Regions from separate parts of the Mus musculus genome. Here all the other regions are linked to region 2. A link is a contact called in public Hi-C and HiChIP or PLAC-seq data. All regions are on one chromosome and are shown on one strand. Each heading gives the region's core, a stretch centred on a gene start, on an enhancer-like site or on the middle of the called end of the contact. The rest is flanking DNA. Distances are from core to core; before and after follow the strand shown.

Evidence for each region. A called contact is a pair of places that touch in the nucleus more often than the background predicts. HiChIP or PLAC-seq counts read pairs in DNA pulled down with a chosen protein or histone mark.
Region 1: an H3K4me3 HiChIP or PLAC-seq map of bone marrow-derived macrophages shows a contact between it and region 2, with 4 times the contacts expected there. The contact joins the enhancer-like site here to the promoter of Mdfic in region 2. A contact is called at or near these places in 3 of 39 promoter capture datasets (the 3T3-L1 cell line, the C10 cell line and macrophages), 2 of 15 datasets of contacts at CTCF or cohesin (CD8 T cells and the NIH/3T3 cell line), 23 of 484 Hi-C or Micro-C datasets (3T3-L1-derived adipocytes, CD8 T cells, adipose-derived mesenchymal stem cells and 14 more), 8 of 115 datasets of contacts at active chromatin or transcription factors (CD8 T cells, bone marrow-derived macrophages, embryonic fibroblasts and 1 more) and 3 of 9 other capture datasets (adipose tissue, liver and pancreatic islet).
Region 3: a Hi-C map of the MNK3 cell line shows a contact between it and region 2, with 4 times the contacts expected there. The contact joins the enhancer-like site here to the promoter of Mdfic in region 2. A contact is called at or near these places in 1 of 39 promoter capture datasets (macrophages), 2 of 15 datasets of contacts at CTCF or cohesin (CD8 T cells and the NIH/3T3 cell line), 5 of 484 Hi-C or Micro-C datasets (the MNK3 cell line, Th1 cells, bone marrow-derived macrophages and 1 more), 5 of 115 datasets of contacts at active chromatin or transcription factors (CD8 T cells, bone marrow-derived dendritic cells, bone marrow-derived macrophages and 1 more) and 2 of 9 other capture datasets (adipose tissue and liver).

What each region holds. Positions count from the first base shown.
Region 1 is chr6:15,762,871-15,767,919 of GRCm38.p6, reverse strand. The region is part of intron 3 of Mdfic (MyoD family inhibitor domain containing); the gene reads right to left. Among named protein-coding and RNA genes, the nearest start is that of Mdfic, 45 kb to the right of the region's middle. Within about 2 kb of position 3,624, at least 24 of the 459 cell types and tissues checked have an H3K27ac peak or open chromatin away from gene starts, as enhancers often do. A contact at or near this core is called in adipose tissue, bone marrow-derived macrophages, pre-B cells and 1 more, where this site is marked.
Region 2 is chr6:15,718,214-15,722,857 of GRCm38.p6, reverse strand. It overlaps Mdfic (MyoD family inhibitor domain containing), which reads right to left and starts at 2,197. Exons shown (of 5, transcript NM_175088.5): 1 at 1,895-2,197; 2 at 1,494-1,671. The coding sequence starts at 1,587.
Region 3 is chr6:15,673,029-15,677,521 of GRCm38.p6, reverse strand. No RefSeq gene overlaps it. Among named protein-coding and RNA genes, the nearest start is that of Gm36352, 36 kb to the right of the region's middle. Within about 2 kb of position 1,676, at least 2 of the 459 cell types and tissues checked have an H3K27ac peak or open chromatin away from gene starts, as enhancers often do. A contact at or near this core is called in the MNK3 cell line, where this site is marked.

The DNA of each region.
Region 1 (5,049 bases), core at 2,375-4,874, 44 kb before region 2:
AAATATTATTTTATTTTCAAATGAAGAGTGAAACTGCCTGCCTGATTTTACCACAACTATTTGGTTTATAATAGATTTCCTCTTATTGTGTACAAATCATGTATAGCTCAAAAAAAAAAAACCCACGCATGCTAATACGGAGATGACACAATGCTTCTTAAAACACAGGCAACGCCTGGGGACCCTCGCTCTAGCTTTAATGATGCACTGCTCTCATTCAGCTGTCTCTCTTTCTTCAAATCTTTACATATGTGACAGCTCTCAAAAGTAGACCATAGACCATCTGGCATTTTCCGAGGTGTAACTTGTGCAAGTTCAGCTCTATTGGGAGTACACCGCTATCTTCTGCCTGTGTTATAAAGAGACAATAGAATGTAGAACTTAGGGGTTGTTTTGAATTATTCATTTTTTTGCCTGTATATTCAAGAAATTTTTTTACAAACTCTGCATTTTGTACTACATAATCACATGCGTTAAAGGTACAAAGAAACTTTTTGACACCTCTTTTCTACAGAAGGCTGGCATTTTGTTTGATATGTGAACATTCAGCATGTGCAATATCACTCCAAACAGGACTGGTGCTGCTACAAAAGACCCCATTTTAAATTTACTCTCTATGAGCAAAAATGTATTCTCCATATTCAGAAACCAATGCAATACATGTCAAAATTTCAAATACCAGGTATTAGAACACTCAGCATTTTCAAACCTGGATAGCATTGGTCACCTGATCACCATATGTGTAGGGATTTTCTCCTTTTAAACCACGACTCATACAATGCAGCATGATTGTAATTTTAATATCCATGATGAATAGTTACAAATGTCTTAAGAAATACTGGACTTTCTAGGTTCAAATGTTTTCAATCAGGAAGGAAACCAGCAGAATTCGGTCTAGCAGGTCTCAATGGGAATAAAAACATGAGGGTAAAGGAGTCGATAGCATGAACTTCTTTTGATAATTAAAAAAAAAACCCTCAGTGATATCGTAGCTAGCAATAAGTATACTTGAAACTGCAGCTGCTGGAATAGCAATAGAGAGCCATATTTTATTCCAGGGTATAATCTATTAGAAGGAGCAAATCATCTTTATTGCTGGTCTCCATCAAAGCTATATTTAATAAAATTACAAGAGTTTTCGTGCACTTAGTTAATTTAAACGGTTGATGTACACATAAAAATCACACTAAATCCCAAGTTGCTTTCTTAGAAATAGCTTTAGGGTTCTTAGTGGGTATGCAGTACCACATGATGTCTATAGAACAGACAGAAAAACAGACAAACACATACACAGAGTAATGGTAGAGATGTTATGTACGCAATACTGTACATGGATATATGTGTATAAAATAGAGTATTAAAAATGTTATTAAGATATAGCTCTAATCCTTATACTTTCTATGCATTGGTGCCCTTAAGTGGGAGATGAAATGTTTTTCAATATGAGCCATGATAAATCTATACTAGTTTTTGGTTTGTTTGCTAGGTTGTTTTTTTTTTTTTTAACTACATAATGTGAATTTAGGTAAACTCCAAAGGTGACAATCCTCTCTTTTTTATCAGCCAGGGTCAGGACTCTATGTGCAGAGGCTAGGTGCACATTTCTGCTAAACTCTGCCCTGCCAGAGTCTCTACATTACCTTCCAAGAACTTCTGGAACTCATTTATTTACCTCCTGATTTTATTTACCTACAAAGAGTCTCTGGACTCTTTTGGTCACATATCCTATTTTCTATCTTCACTGCATCTAATGTGTACCTTTAACATATTGTATATTTTGGAATTCTTATGTGTTTTGGAGCATTCATTAATTTGCGATCCCAATCAGGTGCTATGGCTCCTTGGATGTGAGTTCACAAGACAGAGACCATTCTTGAGTCTGGAATACTGTGGTTTATGTTAAAAGATTAAATCAAATGTGAAGTAAATTACCAGATGACAATGGGAAGTAGTACCATCCAAAATAAAAGAGACCAACTGTTCAAAATTGCTGGGAGAAGTAACTGGAGTATGGCTACCGTATTTCATAAAGAGCACTATCACATAACTAAACATATTTAACACCTGGAGGCAGATAACTTCTGGCAAATGCATTTCCATGTTGTTCAAGGCTGGTATCTAATCCTGTGCTGAATCTTGCCTTGAAGGCAGATTCAGCCATTGGTCCAGGTTCTCAGAGATAGACTTGTTTCCACACTCTCCTTCCAGGCCTGGCCCTGAGGCTTTGGGTGTGACCTACCCTGGGAGCCACCAAGCTTTAATCACAGTTGAGAAGCATAATTCAGGGATGTTGAAAGATTCAAATACCAGAAATCTTCATGGCAGCAATGAGAAGACTGACTTCCCAGTTCCAGTTTTTGGTCCTTCCCTTAATTTCCCTTACTGAGTTTACCCACATTTTAATTTTTTTCTCGTTTGCCTCCTGTTTTTACATTCTGTGACAATACTACTAATTTTTTGTTTTCCAATCTTCTATTGAAAACCTTCTGTCAAATAAATATGCAAACATAATCTTGCATTTTCTAGGAGAAATATAATAAAAATGAATAAATTCAGGAAAAATTAAGGAACATAGAACATTTTTTTTCATTTAAGATATATAAATATCTCTAAAATGTCCTCAAACTATAAGTCTGTGAAAAACAAAATCCCACTACTTTTCTCTCTCCAGACATAGGAGATATGTACGCACCTACTGCTTGATTATTCAAATGAATGAAAAGTCTGGCCTTATGATGCTTCGTAGTTTCTAGATAACTTATCTGGGTAGAGAGGATTTTATTCATGGATTTGAAAAGTTTATATTTTCAGGTTTGCTTATAAAGCATCATCTACGAGCTTTATGTATATGATAAAATAGTATCCTTACTGGGTAATCTCACAGCATTATAGAATTTGCTATGGTATCTCTTTGTTTCCTGACTCAAGAGATACTTCTATACCATTCTATCACTGAATCAACTGATAAAAATGACTGCCATCTATAATTATTAATACTTATTATATTATGGATACACCTAAAAATAAATGCATATGCATTTTATACATAATTTACAGAAAAGGAAATTATTAAAATATGCTTTATATTATACAAACAATAACTCAATGAAACAAGTACCATTAAGGTATGATCTTTCTAAAAGCTATTTTTTTTATATACTGACATTTGTATAAGATGGCAGAGAGTTTAAGAGTTGCAATGAATTCATCTCTTCAAAGGAATCAGTCCTGATTTGCTAATAGGCACTGGACTCTGGGCATTCTATAGTTAAAACACCAAAGTGGTATTGGGCAGTGCACACCAACCAGAAAACTCAGGAAGCTTTATGAAGGGCTGATTTTCCTAAAGCAACAGTCATTTTTCGCCATATGCAAATAAATTTGCCACTGTATAAATCCAGAATATGTACCCCTCTATACAGACAAATTTTGAAAAGCCTCTGAAACCAGAGATCAAGCAACCTTCGATGAGATATAGGATTGCAAGGAACAGCCAGAGATCTGGATTCACCGAAGTTCAAATAAGCATGTGTGTTAGCTAAGTTGCAGCAGGCTAATTATTTTTTACTTCCTCAATTTAGTGTTGGAATTAAAAACACTACAAAGGGGAATAGAAGATACTAAGCAGGAAGAACAGCACTGGAAACCTGAAACGTTTAGACCACGGCAAATACGTCTCCATATCCTGCACAGGAGTACTGCAGAAGTAGAGAAAGCCCAAGGAACGGAAGCACATATTGCCTGGAGCAAGCCCCACTACTGATACAGGCTGGTGACAAGAAGCAGTTAAGTGGTAACGAAAAGAAAACAGAGAAGGCCAGATCTCAAAAGTAAAAGGGGCAAAGTACCACAAAGATGAGGTTCTCCATAGGAAACGGGGTGAGGGGAGGAAGAGAGAAGGGGGAAAAATTGGACTGCTACATAAAAATCTCCTGAGGCCTTTCCACTCTTGTGGTAATCCCCGAGCCTAAATGTTTGTTATCAACTGGAGAAGAACTGCTAAGTCTTTTCCAAGGGAGTCCTCTCTGCAATGGCTGTGATGGATACCAAACAAGGAAATCTTAGCAGAGGCCTCCAGTAAACGAACTCACTGCACTCAGCAGAACACAGGCCTAAGGCAGGGAAGAAACTCAACAAGGAAATGCTGTGCACAGGCTCAGCTCATACTATTCTCATTACCAAGTATTCCAGAGACCCACCCTGTTCCTTATCCACCCATACAGGGGCTGCTCTGCCTCACCTTCACTGTCTTAATCTACATATTGATGATAACAAGTTGAAGCAAATTTGATCTAGGTTGGTCTTCCAAATAATTTCAGGAGAGGGATATATATCACACAGCAATCTAGAGAAGAACAGGCACTAGATCTAGATGTGTAATCCATGTGACTAGTTTCTCACAAGGAAAGATGAAGTGCATAGGTGTTTGGAGGAGGGGGCAATTGGATCTCATTAAGTAAAAAACGGAGCGAAATTATGTGTATAGGACAGAAAGGATCTGCTGCAGACCCAAAGCATAAATGTATGCTGCTGAGCTCAGGTCACTAGAGCAGACACCTATGCTTGTCTGTTCAACATCTCTCTATTTCCCTGGCAACAGTGTAGATATTAATGAGGATAGGACCTAGATTTGCTGACAGTAATTTCTGCAGCAATGAAGTGTTTTTAGTTACATGCATTTGTACACAGAACTTGACAATCCTGAGTCTTCAGTGACTCACATTGACAGCAGAATGTTCCTGGAGGACAGGATCCTGTATTCCTAGAATCCCATCAACCTTATCAGGCACATGCATGCTGACAAAGAGCCTTGTATGATGCTCAGCACCCAGTGGACACCCAGTGAAAATTAGCTGATGATGATGAATGATACTAGCTTTTAAGCTGTCACTTGATCCCTGAATATAATAACCTTCCTGAATAAATCAAGCAACAGTTTGGTATTCAGTACCATTATAAACTTCATCCTTCACCTTCCCGAGCCTAGGGAATTGCTGTAAAAGCATAATAGAAGGAGAGTAGAACTGTAGTGAAGACTCAAGAAACTCT
Region 2 (4,644 bases), core at 948-3,447:
AGTTCTTCCAGGAGATTTTAACCATCCCTAGCGTTAACACTAGATTTTGTGCGTATTGGCTATTTCCAAATCCAATTTTTTTTTTTTTGGTTTTTTTTTTTTTTTTTTTTTTTTTTTTTTTTGGTTTTTCGAGACAGGGTTTCTCTGTATAGCCCTGGCTGTCCTGGAACTCACTTTGTAGACCAGGCTGGCCTCGAACTCAGAAATCCGCCTGCCTCTGCCTCCCAAGTGCTGGGATTAAAGGCGTGCACAACCACACCCGGCCCAATAGTTTTACCTGGAGTGTTTGCAGTTGATTTTTGGCGTAAGCATTGTTTACCAGGAGTGATTAATGACTGAAGTGGGAGTATAAAGAGCCTATCGACGAGTGGCTATGACTGTGGAGGGTGGGCGGGCATGGCTAATGGCAGGGAGATGACAATGTTGACAATGCAGTGTGTGTAAGACGGGCTGCTTCTGAGAAAACGTGTTTATCAATCTGGTTCTTCTCTACAGCTAATCACTTGGATTCTCTCTGTTTAGGAAAAGAAATGAGTCACTCTTCTAAATCGAAATGATAAACATAACATTTCAATTTACGCTTGGATGTTTTCTGCTACTATCTACTCTGGTTAGAACAGCAACTCCTTTCCTCCCCCCCCTCCCCACCCCCCACCCCCCGAATTAAAAAGAGAAGAAAGAAACTTAAGGCAGTATATATTTGGGTACTGGGAGACAAGATTTTAGACATGCTTAAAATCAAGAGTTTTGGAGAGCTGGAAAGTTATCTGGTGTCTGCCAGTCAGAACTGTCCTCATTGGAATTGTCCTTACTGGAAAAGGGAAGAGAAATGGTGAGAGTCTGGTTCTGCCACCAAAGAGCACCTGAAGTCTATTACCTTCAAAGAATTTTAAAATGTGGTTATGGAAGCTTCCCAGAAGCAAACGATTTTGTTTTCCCTTTGGAAGAACTCAAAAGAGTTAATTCATTCTTGGAACGTGTTTATTCCAAAACAAACGTTATTGAAAACATATGCACGAGCCATTCCAAAAGAAACTGGTCTCAGAAACCTGGATGCTTAACCTGGGGGTCAGAGTACCCCACAAGAACCAGAAAGATGAGGAGAGCCCACGCTAGCTCAGAGAGCAGAGACTGCCCTGCATGAGAAAAGAACATAAGAACTTAAGAGTACTAGACAAGGGTTGGAGACTTCACACCCCTCCTGAGTCCCAGGCCAAGAAGTGCTTAGGCAGAAGGTAGAAGCCATCTAGTCAACCAGTTTCTAGCAAGAAAAGGGAATAGAGGGGCCAGGGATCCCGCCCTCCTATCCGGTTGTTGATCTGGGGCAGTGATCCTCTGGCAGACTTGTTTAAGTAACATAAGTGTGCAAAAGTTCACAATTCCGAAGTTGAAGCCCATCCTCGCAGTTCCCCACTCCCACCACCACCACCACCCATCCCTAAGTGTGCAAGCACGTCCCAGAAACTCGCAACTCGCAAGTACTTGTTACTCACCGTGGGCCGGGGAGCCCAGCCGGCCGCCGCCCGCCTCGACCGGGCACTGCTGCTCCGCGGGCCCGGGAGCGAGGGCTTCACCCGCGCAGGACATGGGCCACGCTCCGAGCCAGAGCCGTCCCCGCGGGGTGCACGGACCCCAGCTGCTTAGGTGCTGGGTGCAGGAAACGGCCTGCCTCTGGCGGGAAAAGCAAAAGGGACAGCAGGATCAACTGTTTTTAGAGCACAGCACGCCGCAATGCCTGGGCCATTCCCTCCCCCTCCGCGTCCCTCCTCCAACTCCACCCCAGGGAAGTTAGGATTTGAAAGCAGCCTGGGGGGACGCTGCGAACGGGACGCGCGCGCTGGGAGGGGACGCGCGGGGACTCGGCGGCAGAGCGACCTAAGGGACCTCCACCTACCTTGGCATCCCCCCCGTGGGCTGTTCCGGGTCCCTTCCTCCCGCCACCGGTAGTCAGCGAGGCTCTGGCCGCGGCCCCATCACGCCCTGGCAGCCTGACCACGTCCCTCCGGCCCCGGGAGTGGCAGCGACAGTGGCAGCCGCCCGCGCTGACTCCGCGCACTCCGTCCCTTCCCTCCGGGCAGCCCCTCTCCTCCGGGAAGGACTTTAGGATCCACTTGTGCGTCTCTTTCACCCTCGCGCTGCCACTCCTACACTCTTCAAACACTTCTCTCTCTGTGGCTCCCTTTCATCATATCCGGATTGGGGTGGCCTCGAACTCTTGGCAGACAGCCCCGAGGTTGGGGGCGGCGCGACCTAGGTTTGGCCCTGAGCTCCCTTGCGAGGGAGCTGTCTGGGTCAGGAGGCCAGAGCTGGACAGGCCAGATGCAGGCTCCCTAGCCCAGGCCCACCAAGGTTAGGGAAAACAGGGAGGGAGCTAACCTTGGCAGCTCAAACATCTTCAACCTTTCTGGGAAAGTCCCCCTCAAACCACTTTCAATCCTGCCCTTCGATAGACTATTAAATAATCTTGAGGAATGCCCCAGGGAAGCGACCTTTGAAAACAGGGAAGGGTGTGTGTGTGTGTGTGTGTGTGTGTGTGTGTGTGTGTGTGTGTGTGTGATGAATGTACATGTGTGTTCAAACACACACACTGACTTTCCTGGTACTATGAAGACATAAATGTGTATTTAAAACCTTGTTCACAGGTCCCAAGTACTTGTCTAATCTCTTCATCTTTTTCTTTTTTATTACTTTACTTCTGTCAGACAGGATTCCTGATCTGGTTAAACCAGTTGCACAGAGCCACCCAGGAGTGCAAGGTGAACATTCTTGAGCACATCTGTCCTACCCCAGGCTGAGTGCCTCTCTGACCGTGTGACGTCTGCGGGAAGCTAAACTGTGCTCAGACGTAAAAGGTTCATTGTCGGTGGCTTTTTAAATGAAATGTTCTGACTGTGGCAGACTCTAAAGGGCCAAGAGCAAGTGTAACGGGCTGTTAAGAACTTTTATACATCTGGTTAATTTTTGTTCTTTGTTTGAGTGAAATGCAGAGTTCAGTGGAGGTGCATATCAAAACTGAAGAAACTTAATGGTTTCTCCTTCTCACTCACCCCCATCATTACTAATAATACATCAGGAATGTTTATCTTCAAAAAGTGACCATTCAAGTTCTTTTCAACTGACGGAAAAGGTCTATTTCTTACCTCTAAAGAAACAAGAACTTGATTTCAACTACTCCGAGAAATCAATCTTCAAAGGTTCTGAAGGCAGGTATTTGGATTCCATAGAAAATGGCATTTTTCTCGGTGACCTATAGCTAATAGATATGGCCCCGTTTTTAAATAAAATTTGTAGATTCATAGATGACATTGTAAAAAGTGCCTTAAGTCTCTTAAGAACGTGTCAAGAGTCTGGACTACATAGAACCTACTGTTGTGATCATAAAAAGAGAAAGAGCTATAAAGATATGTTCTAGCTGGTGGGGTGTGGGGAAGGGGGTGTCTTGGTGGGGCCCATGTCAAGCCATCCCTTCTTCCTGAGGGACCAGTCACAGGACTGTATAGTATAGAATAGAGTTTATTCAGGGCAGGGGGAGGGGAGTTAAGAGAATAGTAGAGGCAGAGAAAGGCAGAGAGAAGGAGAGAGTAGAGAAGTAGAGACCACATGGAGAGAGAGGGGAAAGGAATGGGGGTGGGGGAGCAAGGGAGCAATGAGCAAGAGAGGCAAGAGCACAAGAGAGGGAGGAGGAGACAATCAGCCCCTTTTATAGTGGGTCAGGCCTACCTGGCTAATGCCAGGTAACTGTGGGGGTGGAGTCCAGACAGAATACCAACACCTACCTCTTGGGACCAGGTCAGTTGTGGGGAAGGCTTGTCAGCATTAAAGAACACACAGGAAACTTGTGCTCTACAAAGCACAGCCTTTGCTTACAAGAGTCAGTGAGAAAGTTCTGCAAAGTTCTTCTTTGTCCCCTTACTGTTTATCTCCTTGTTCAGTTTGTTCATTCTGTCACAAGCACATGGTACCCTTGTGGAGGTCAGAGGATGGCCTCCAGTCCTTACCTTTCACCTTGTTTGAACAGGGTGCCCTTATTGTCCCTAGCTACACACACCAGGATAGCATGCAGACTTCTGAATTTACAGCTATTTACATGTCTCTAACACCCATCTCCCTGTAGGAACACCAGAATTATAAGGCTACACTTCTATCTCTCCCAACACACCTTCTCAGGCTTGCACACAAGCCATTCTCCCACAGAGCCATCTCCCCCAATAAATGTTTTTTCATCGAATTGCACACCATATTTCACTTTTACACATGACATAAGATACCTAACTTTTCTGATAAGATGAGCATAAAACATCCTCTTTCACTATGGTATGAATGTTGGACAGCCAGCCAGTTTCCCAAATGGGTGGAGTTCTGCAGGAGTGAGGGGTGGAGAGTGAGGTCAGGGAACTGGGATAAAGGAGAGAGACCTTCTCTGAGAATCTTAGTGTTACAGATCATTTGGGCAAAGGCCTTCTCTGAGTATCTTCAATGAAACAGCTCTTTTGCCAATCTTAGCTTGGGTGAATACCTCTATTGGGGTGGACCAAGGGTATATATGAACTTTGGAGAGTGGTAAGGCACTTTCCTGGTAAGTGAAAATCATTGGCTAAAGTTTTAAAGTTCTGTGAATAGCTCATTTCCATGGAGAGACATTCC
Region 3 (4,493 bases), core at 427-2,926, 45 kb after region 2:
AGCACTTCTTCACGGACCTGTGTTCTCATTTAAGCCACATCAATGTTTCAAAAACCAGTATGTTTTTTATCTAATCCAAGAAAGAAGCCTGGAATATATACTTTTGACATGTTTAAAATGCTTTATTTGTGTGTAACCCTTTCAGTGCACTTGGAATGAAATGCCAAGGTAAAAGCATTGGTGACCTTTCTATCTTTTGGCCTTTATCTTTTAGGTTCCATTCAGAGGAAACATCCAGATCACAGGACTCCTTCCCAATGAATATTTATGGGCACCATCCTCAGTCTAGTTGTATGAGATGTGGCCCAAGATGCTATTCATGTTGCCATTTCTTACAACCATTCTCTGTAATCCGAAGAATATGTTGTTTTGGTTTCTAATATGAATCTCATGTGTATCTTGGTATTTTAGAATACTAAAAATATAGACTGGCAAACTTTTTTCCCGACAGTTGTAATCCAATGGAGAGAAGGAACAGCCAGGCCATCTGATTTTAACATATTCTTCAAGTGATTCACGAGAGAGCAGGTTGACCTGGGTTGTCGGGTTGCTTATTCTTTTAACCTATTTTTCCCCAAGCATAGGTCTTAAATAATCTCATCCAGGAATCCAAATGTGATTAACTTTTATATGCTGTCAATTCTTTTTGAGTAGGATGGCGAAAGAGATCAAATTTTAGTAGTCTCAAAACTCCAGCTTATTTTATTTCCCAAAATGATAATGTATGTAAATGACTTGCTTACTATATGGTACATTTATAACTCAAAACACCAGAAGGTGGTAACCATTTTATATACACCAGGTTAAGTAAAACATGATAAGTTAAGCCTTTTGAGAGGAATAAAGTTTAGATAACAATAACATAAGTGAAATGCTTTTAAATAGTCAATTTTGTTCTGTATGCCCATTTTCTTGAGACAGTCTCACTGTGCAGCCTAGGCTAGGCTTAACTCACTGCTGAACCTAGTCTGGTCTTGAACTTGAAATCTACTTACCTTGCTATCCAAAGTGCCAAGGTACAGGGCTGCACTAAGCATGCCTACATGATTTGAATACATGATATAACAGAATTTACTTGAAGTGCCTTATAACTCTGTTCTTTTGTGTCCAGATGTCTCCAATTGTACCACTATGTGGTGTAGTATCAGTGACCTGGAAACATTTTCCATCCAGATGTTTTAATTGCATGCAGAAACAATCATTAGCCATTAACACTGATGACTGAAAAAAAAGGACCAGCTTTTCTGAGTGAAGGTCAATTTTAAATTGTTTTTATCCCTGCTCATTTTTGTCTCATTTCATTTTATTCTGTAGTATTTTATGACAAGAAAATGAAACAAAAGAAAGGGGAAGTTTACACACATTTTATTTTAAGTTACAGTTTATAGGAGCATCAAACACGAGTGTTTTATTTAATTCTTTGGGTTGATACCTTTCTGGTTTCCTGAAATATAATACACATTAATCCCTGTTTGCAGACACCTTGAAATATTTATTGAATAATACAATACAGATTCTAAAACATAATCTTCTTTTATGAATACTGGCACAAGTTCACCCAGCTCTGTGGAAGATTTAAGAAGAATGGCAGGGCAAGATCAGACACTGTTTACATCTCACCTCCAGCAAGATATAACTTTACTCTTGGCTGACCTTTAAGCAAAAGCAATGGTTATGTAACCACGTAAGCTAAAAACTAAACAGGAAAAGACAAGCGAGGGGTCACAGAGCTGGGGGTGACCTACAAACTTACTCTATTTGTTAAACTTAGATTTTTATCATGTTGCTCAAAGAAACACTGAAGTTCCCCAAATGGAAAAATGTGACTGATATTTTATCTTTGCCATCTGAATGTATACATAAATATTTCAGCATTTAAGCAGAGTTATCTGGAGTCTACAATAAAATGCATGGCAGTATCTTGCAATATTAACTGTATTCACTATTGACAAAGTGAAATTTTTGAAAGAACTGCATTCTGTCATTGAATAAATATTAGTTGTAATGAACGCCCATGAATATTGTTCTTGAAATATATCATCTGAAGTTGTTCTGAGAGCAAATAGATTTATCTCTGGAAAAAAGTTAGAAATAAGATTTATAATTTTAACACATAAATAAAACTAGTAATAGCTGCATTGATTTTTTTTCTACTTAAAAACTCTTTCTGAGAAAGAAAAAATAAATTAAATATTAGCATATGGAAATACTTTCAGATATTAAAAGATATTGATTTTTAGTAATACAAAAATGGATTAACAAATTAAAAGATTGCTGTATGTGTGTCCTTTACACTGGGTTTTCCCCCAAAGAATTGAGAAGTCATTTAGCATATTTTCATTTCCATATTTAGTAAAGCTATTAATATGACTATATGCATTTTAAATTTCATTTAAACAATGGAACTATAACATAAATTTCCCTGGAAAAAATATATAAAAAGTTGAGTATGAGGGACACTGACACTGTGCTGAGTGTTCCCAATAAGACACAGATTGTTTCAATCCCATAGAAAACATGAAGAGATCTCATGAACAATTAAAATGCTATACACAAGAAGCAATACAGGCTATTGTACCTGAGTACCCAGAAGCAAGAAAACCCATGGTTTGGCAAAGAGGTCTTTGGACAGGACATCTTTTTGAGCAGAATGTGACAGTGAGCCAAAAGAGCCCACTGGACAAACGAAGATGCTCGCCATGACTTGAACATTGGGTTTGAGAAAGTGAAAGGTGAAGCTGAAGGAGACCAAAGTTGTGCAACAGCCCTGAAACAGTGCTGAGGACTTCAAAACAGAAAGGATAAAGAGTAACAGCCAGAAGGGTTCGGAATGGGTTCACGATTGTCACAAGACTAACAAGATCGCATTGACATTCCGGGATGACCAATGTGGTTGCACTTAGAGAGCAAATGCAAAGGCTAAAAGAGGAGATTCTGGAGAAGGAGTCAGTCTTTCTGTGCTATTATTCTAAGTGAGAAACTACAGCGACACTGAGGAAGTAAGTAGGCAAGAAGAATTGGGAGCAGTTCAGGAGGTAACTGATTGAAGGAGCTCTGTGAAGGAAAACACGGTGGTCCTGGAATTCACTGATATATGAACTTGCAGAGTACCAATTGTAGGAAGATAAAATGGCAAATATAACTTTATATATATTCCCTATATATCATAAAACCTGGATATTTTTAAATTAATGCCCCCTCCCCATGATTCATGTTTACATGATGAAGCCAAAGGGTGCTGTCACTGTCCTGATTTAGACTCTGTGACTTATTCCTTCAAGACAGGGTCTCTCAGTGAACCAGTGACTCTTTCTTTTTCTACACACTACTGGGGTTACATGTACAAGAGTGGCCTTCCCCATCTTTTTTCAGGGATGTCAGGATCTGGATTCAGACCTTCATGATTTCAAAAACTGCCATAATGTTGTGGCTTACTCATTCCTTTTGATTCTAGATAAGCAAGTATATGCACAGAAAATATGAGTAGATATCATGGAGTTTGGTATACAGCTGGAAAATATTTTGTAATTCTTTCTAAACATATGCAACTGAGTGAGCACCACTCTCTGACTGTTACGACTTAGGACTTTGTTTCCTATTGATCCTGTAAACACAAAGACAGGAAGCAGCTGAGAAGGAAAGAGTTTATTTCAGCTTGCATGTTCTAGTAACAATTCTTCATTGAGGGAATTCATGGCAGGAACTTGGAAGGAGGAACTGAAGGAGAGACCAGAAAGTAATGCTACTTACTGGCTTACATCATCAGGTATGTTCAGATTGCTTTCTTATATAACTCACTTGCCTGAACATGGTCCTATCTATAGTAGGATGGATCCTCTCCTACATTAACCATCAATCAAAACAGCTCTCTCCATACATTTACACGTGTCAATCTGATGGATGAAAATTTCTCAACTTAGGTTCCATTTTCTTAGGGGATTCTAGTTTGTATCAAGTTAACAATAAAAATTTAAACAGCATATGAATCTTAAGGAAATGATGTTGTAATCAAAGATATGTGATTGTGGTTATTTGAATGAGAGTGCACGTCGTAATCTGATGTATCTGAATGTGGGTTCCCAGTTGGTAGAATAGTTTGGGAAGCATTAGGAGGTGTGGCCTTGTTGGAAGCGGTGTGGTTTTTGGAGTGTGCTGTGAAGTTTAAACAGTCCACTCAAGGCTCAGTCTCTTTTGCTGCCTCCAACTTTAGGATCAGGAAGGAAGGTCTCAGCTAAGGCTCTAGCACCATGCCTGTCTGCCTGTTGCCATGTTGTCCACCATGATTTCAAGGAATGAAACCCTCCGGAACCATGAGCCCCCAAATTAAATGCTGTCTTTTATAGGTTGCCTTGGTCATGATATCTCTTACCAGCAATAGAAAAGGAAATAAGCCAGTGATGGAGCCAGAAATTTTTTCCTGAGAGGAACTGCAAAAATTAGCAAAGATTCAATTTTTTTAACAGAAAGGAACATTAAAATTAGACTGATGATAA